Linked DNA regions of Anas platyrhynchos: region 2 is linked to region 1. A link is a contact called in public Hi-C data. All regions are on one chromosome and are shown on one strand. Each heading gives the region's core, a stretch centred on a gene start, on an enhancer-like site or on the middle of the called end of the contact. The rest is flanking DNA. Distances are from core to core; before and after follow the strand shown. Region 1 overlaps KLHL2 (kelch like family member 2). Region 2 holds the start of TMEM192 (transmembrane protein 192).

Region 1 (2,747 bases), core at 54-2,553:
CTTGAGTGTTTGTATGTTGCATTGTATTGTGATTGGATTCTCAGGCATTTCACACACAGAATCAAACAGAACTGTAGGGGTTGGAAGGGACCTCAAAAGATCATCGGGTCCAACCCCCCACAAAATTTGCTTTCCTAGGTTATTCTCTTTCCTAATGTTACTGATGTGTTTTTTCCTCTGCATGTTATAAAAATATTTTTTTTTCTTTTTTAAACAGCACACTGTTCATTTCTCTAGTCATAAGCTGGTTTGATTTTTTTTTTGGCTTATTTGTGTGCAAAACAGTGTTCTGAGAAATTTTTTGTTTATGCCGTGAAAAGAATACGATCTTGTTACCAAAACCTGCAATATATTCTTTAAATGCATAATTGTCAGGTATCAGTTTGAATTTAGGCAAGGATTCATGAAATACATCTCCAAGAAATTCCAGGAAATCTCAAAATAGTAAGATAAAAATCTTGTCTTAAGCATCTTCCTATTGCAGGTAGCACAGCACGCCAGGAGAATCTGTTACTGGAAAGATGAATGCAAAGATAAGAGCATGGGTTGGGTAAAAAAAAAAAAAAGCCCAATTACTAAATTATTGTATCAAATTGATTTAAACCAGCAGAGGAAAACCAACAACAACAAAAACTAATCAATTTAAATTTTACTTTGCATTGAACTTTGTTATTTATAAAGCAGGTCCAGCTGAAGCAGATTGCAGAGGGACCTGTCCACTGTATTTTGAGTATCTCTAAGGATGGAAATTCTGCAGCTTGTTGGGGTGACCTGTCCTGGAGCTTAATCACCCTTGTGGCTTAACAAACAAAAAGCCTAACTCCTTTTCTCTAATCAGACTTCCAAAACTTCTCACTTCTGTATTGCATCTTGTGCAATTGCTGTGCAACTTCAAGAACAGCCTGGTTCTGTTTTCTCTACCCTTCCATTAAACAGCTGTGGACACTAATAAGCTCTCCCCCTCCACCTTCTCTCCACCTTCTCTTTTATGGCTAAACAAATTCAGAGCCTCTCTTTGCAATACCACATGCTCCAGTCCCCTGATCGTCTTGGTGGCCCCTTCCTCTGGACTTGCTCCAGTAAGCTAGCGATCCTCCATTGTCACCTAGCAGGACAGATACTAAAGGCAGCTGTTGCGTAAAGCAGTGCCAACTTGTGCTTGTTACTTTGGGAGCTAGGGGCTGCCTGAAGTGGAACGTAGCACTGAATGTCGTGAAGTGGAAATGCTGTGAAGAGATGCCTGTAATAAGTCATCCAGCAGCTTTCTGGCAGGACAAACCCCCTTGTCTGGTGTGGAGGCACGCCAAGGCTGTGTGGAAGGCTGTCACAGCTCAGTACTCTGACCGGGTTCTTTAAGGTAGTCCATGTGAGAGGGGTTAATGAAAGGTCTTTAAGATACTTGGTGCTGCATCATGCTACTGATTTAGCAGACAGACAGCAGCATACTGAAATCAGAACAAAAGTACAATATAGCAACTGCAGTATACAGTTAGATCCCTGTACAAATGTGATTCCCATTACTGGTCTCCCTAACGTGCATACACAGCATGACAGGTTGCCCCAGTCACTAGGAAGGAATACAGGGGTTAAAGCCAGCTCGAGCCTATTACTTTCTTCAGAGGTCTTTTATTTTTCTTGGTTATGCAGATTTTATAATTACAGTTGGACTGAGTTACATGTATACTTCCCCTGCTTTGCCGGGCTGTTTAGCTGGGAAAGGGATTGCTCTCTACTAATTATCTCAAGGAAGGCTGTTTACATGACTTGATGACCTACTGGTACAGCTGTACTCTGAAAACAAAGGTTACCCCCACCTTGTGCTGAGATAAGTTCAGTTTGCTTAACAGCACTGGGTGGTCATTCCTTGCATTCTTTGCTGAACTCATTGCTCTTATCCATCTCCTCTGAGCCTTCTTCCATGGTAGAGGTTTGTTGGCTAGTCACACAAGCCCTGCTGTATCTCCCAGACTGTTGTAGATATGTTCCTTCTGAATCAATAGGTCACAAATAACTAGATGGATGCCTGCCTGTAAGAGCTGCTCCTCATCTCAGAACTCAATAGATTTGTATTTTGGTCACATGAGGTAAGTACATCCAGCCACATGAGGGTGAACTGGAAAAAAAGGAGGGACAATTGCTGCAGGCAACATCAGTGTACTCCAGCCCTCATCAGAATCCTGGCAGGTATCTGAAGGGCCACGAGAGAGGGCAGCAGCCTCAAAAACAGGTTGATAACATAAATGGGTTACTTTGAAGTACTTGAATACTCCAGTGAAAATAGGGACCAAAGTTTTGGGCCTTAAGTGGATCTCTCTTGAATACGCAGGATACCACACGCGACCTGATCAAAGTCCTTGTTATCTCAGTGGAATTGGAAAAGTGGTTGTAGTGCCACGTACACATAGCCTTGGGAACAGGAGTGTTTCTGCAGAAAGGAGAATCAGGAGATAATCAGGAAAGTCATCAGAAGCTTATAAGGGTTAAATGATATGCTCTAGGAAATCTAGCAGTCATTCCAAGATTCATCACTACTACTTTGATGCAAAGAAGAGAATACGTGATTTCTTATTTGCCATCTGTAATAATAATCTATTCAGTTTTTCTGATTATAAAAACAACCACTATGACAAGATTTTTTTTCATAGAACAAGCCATTGGAAAGGATTTTTTTCCCTTTGCATTTCTTGCAGTAGGAAGCAATATGCATATTGAAGTATGTTTTGACTTTTACAGGAAAGTTAGGGTAC
Region 2 (3,168 bases), core at 215-2,714, 39 kb before region 1:
AGTACTCTAATTTGTAGATACTTCTCTGCAATGCCTCTCTACCATTGAGGGATTTAAGAGCTCCTCCCAGTTTAGTGTCATCTGCAAACTCAGTGTGCCTTTGGCTTCACTTACAAAAACATTGCTAAGAACTGGCCCTAAAACAGAGCCCTGGGGGATGCCACTAACAAGTGGCCACAAGCCTGATGTAACCCCATTTACTTTAACTCTGAGCCCAACCTACCAGTCAATTCCTGACTCACTGCATTATGTAGGTTCACACTTCACATTAACCACAACAGCCCAGACTGGCTCCCTGGTGTTGTTTCACCTATGGACAGCTGCCTGCAACAAAGGAGATAGCCACCCAGCATTATCTCAGCCAGCAGTCAGTTTTATTTTAGTACAGCGAGTGCCACACTCACACAACTGAAGGTGAGCAACCAGGCTTCTCCTCACCCATCTCAGCCTCTTGATTACCCAGCCTTCGACCATGAGCAACCCTTGCTGGAACACCCACCCGGTAAGATGGCCTTACGCTGCAGACCTAAGGATTTATAAACGCTATTGCTCTTTTCTTGTTACTAACATAAAATCGAGAAGTAGGAGTACAAGAAAGCTCTGTGCTGCATCCCCAGGTGTAATTTTAAAGCCTGAAAGCAAGCCACAGGGCAGGCACACTAGTGGCCAGGCCATGCAGCCTCATTCCTCCTGAGCACCCAGGGGAGCTAACAGCACACTCCCCCGGCAGGCAGGGAGCCTCCTTCGGTGGGAGGACATCCTCTGCCTGCCGGGGGCAGGTGAGCTCCTCGTTTCCAAAACACAGTGGCGGAGCTTCAGGAGCTCCATCAGAGCTCGTGTGAGCCGGTCCCAGCTCCCACCCACCGAAGCGGGGCCACCATCAGGAAGCACTCGGCGGCATGACCTCCGGGCAGCGCGGGGAGGACGGGAGCAGCGTGCGAGCATTTCCTCCCCTCCAGAAAACCCAGGAAGCGCCCTAATTAGAGCGAGCACCAGCCTCACCGGGCTGAGCCGAAGCCCCACCCGGCATACCCAGGCGGCGGGGACAGGCTGCAGGCGGCTGCCCGGGGCTGGGAGGAGCCGCCCCGCTCCCAGCAGCCGCCCGCAGCCCGCCGCGGCTCCGTGCCCCCGCTGCTCGGCGGGGGGCTCCTGCTTCCCAGCCGGCGCCTGCCGCCCCACGACCGAAGCGGGGAGGAAGAGGAGGCCCGAAGCGCTGGCTGAAGGCAAAAATAAACAAAGAGGGGGAGGGAGAAGAAGGGGAACCCGCGCAGCGCTCGCCCCCAGCGACAGCCGCCGCCGCGCACTGGCGGTGATCCCCCGGCCGCCCCGCACTCACGTTGTCCAGCTCCGGCTGCCGCCTGGCCGCCATCTCGGCGCCCCGCCCCGCCTCGCCCCGCCGCCTTTAAGCGGCGCCCCACGCCTGGGCGCAGGGCCCGGCCCCTGGCACGCCCCGGGGAGGAGCCGCAGTGTCCCGGGCCCGGCCCCCGTCGTCCCATCCCCGGCTAAAAGCCGGTGAAGGGACAGGGACACAAGCCACATGGGGAGCGGCTGAAGGAACTGGGGTTGTTTAGACTGGGGAAGAGGAGGCTCAGGGCGCACCTCATTGCTCTCTGCACTTACCTGAAAGGAAGGTGTGGGGAGCTGGGGATCGGCCTCTTCTCACATAGGACTAGAGGGGGTGACCTCAAGTTGTGCCAGGGGAGGTTTGAGTTGGAAATGAGGAGACATTTCTTCTCAGAAAGAGCAGTCAGGCATTGGGACGGGTTGCCCATGGAGGTGGTGGACACCGTCCCTGGGGGTGTTCAAGGAAAGGCTGGACGTGGTGCTTAGGGACATGGTTTAGTGGGTGACATTGGTGGTAGGGTGATGGTTGGACCAGATGATCTTGGAGGGCTTTTCCAACCTTAATGGTTCTGTGACTAATGAGAGCGGGGCCAGAGGTGGTGCCCCCCGTGCCCTGGTGGCACTGCAGGAAGGGAAAGGCTGGTGGCACTGCGAGTGCAGGACACGCTTTTCCCCTGTTGGAACAGTTCTTCTTCCCTCACGGTGGATGTGTCTGATGAGAAGGGAATTTGCAGCGAACAGAATCTGGGATGTTAGTGAGAGCGGTGCCACAGGGTCAGAGCCCAGCCCTGCAGTTTGTTCCTGTACCCTTCTTGTCCCTAAGGGTGAAAAACAGCAGGTGTCCAGAAGAAGGCATGGGAATAAATGCAGCACGGCTTGCTGTGCAGAATGCTTGTGTTACAGGGACTTCCCGAGGAGGGGATCCTCTTAATTGTTTCTAGTGGATTTCTCTTCAGTGGATTTGCCCAGTTGCCCCTACAGACTGTACTTTAGCATAAGGACTTGGTGAATGATGTTTCCAGCATGGTTGTGAATCTTGTGAAGAAAAATATTTTCTTTAAAACCTGCCCTCTGCTAATTTCATTTTATAATTCTTTGTTCTTCCACACGGAAAGGCAATGGCCACTCATGGTATCTGTATTAATCTCATGGATCTCTGTCTTACTACTCTGTGCCAGCCTTTTGTATGCTGAGTACTCCTGGACTGTTTAGTTATTATTCATACAGAGGTTATCCCAGCTTTTGATAATCTTTGTTAGCTTCTCTGATCTTTTTCAGTTATATCCTTTCTGAAACGAAGGATCAGAATTGGCTGCAGTATTCATGTGTGTGAGTGATAGGAGTTTACAAAGTGGTGTGTTTATTATCTCTTGTGCTCTGCTCATCTGCTCATGTTTCCTAACCTTCTCTTTGCTTTATTTGACCATCCCTGAGCCTTGAGCTTATTGGAGGCCATTGGGCAAAGACAGGCTGAGGGAGTTGGGGTTGTTCAGCCTGGAGAAGAAAAGGCCCCGGGGAGACTTTCCAGTGCATAAAGGGGGCCTACAGGAAAGCTGGGGAGAGACTCTTGGTCAGGCATTGTAGTGATAGGACAAGGGGGAATAGCTTTGAACTAAAAGAGGGTTGATTTAGATTACACATAAGGAAGAAATTCTTTACCCTGAGAGTGGTGAGGCACTAGAACAGGTTGCCCAGAGAAGCTGTGGATGCCCCATGTCCGTGGAGGTGCTCAAGGCCTGGCTGGCTGGGGCTTTTGGCAACCTGGTTTTGCGGAAGGTGTTCCTGCCCATAGCAGGGGTTTGGAACTGGATGAGCTGTAAGGTC

The links. Hi-C and Micro-C count contacts between places; a contact is called where the count stands out from the background.
Region 2: a contact with region 1 is called in a Hi-C map of F1 follicle, with 2.2 times the contacts expected there. The contact joins the promoter of TMEM192 here to the enhancer-like site in region 1. A contact is called at or near these places in 4 of 8 Hi-C or Micro-C datasets (F1 follicle, liver, skeletal muscle and 1 more).

Annotation. Positions count from the first base shown.
Region 1 is chr4:30,935,062-30,937,808 of IASCAAS_PekinDuck_T2T, reverse strand. All of the region lies in intron 4 of KLHL2 (kelch like family member 2), which reads left to right. Among named protein-coding and RNA genes, the nearest start is that of MSMO1, 28 kb to the right of the region's middle. Within about 2 kb of position 1,303, at least 2 of the 8 cell types and tissues checked have an H3K27ac peak or open chromatin away from gene starts, as enhancers often do. A contact at or near this core is called in F1 follicle, where this site is marked.
Region 2 is chr4:30,973,911-30,977,078 of IASCAAS_PekinDuck_T2T, reverse strand. It overlaps TMEM192 (transmembrane protein 192), which reads right to left and starts at 1,464. Exons shown (of 5, transcript XM_027456463.3): 1 at 1,337-1,464. The coding sequence starts at 1,369.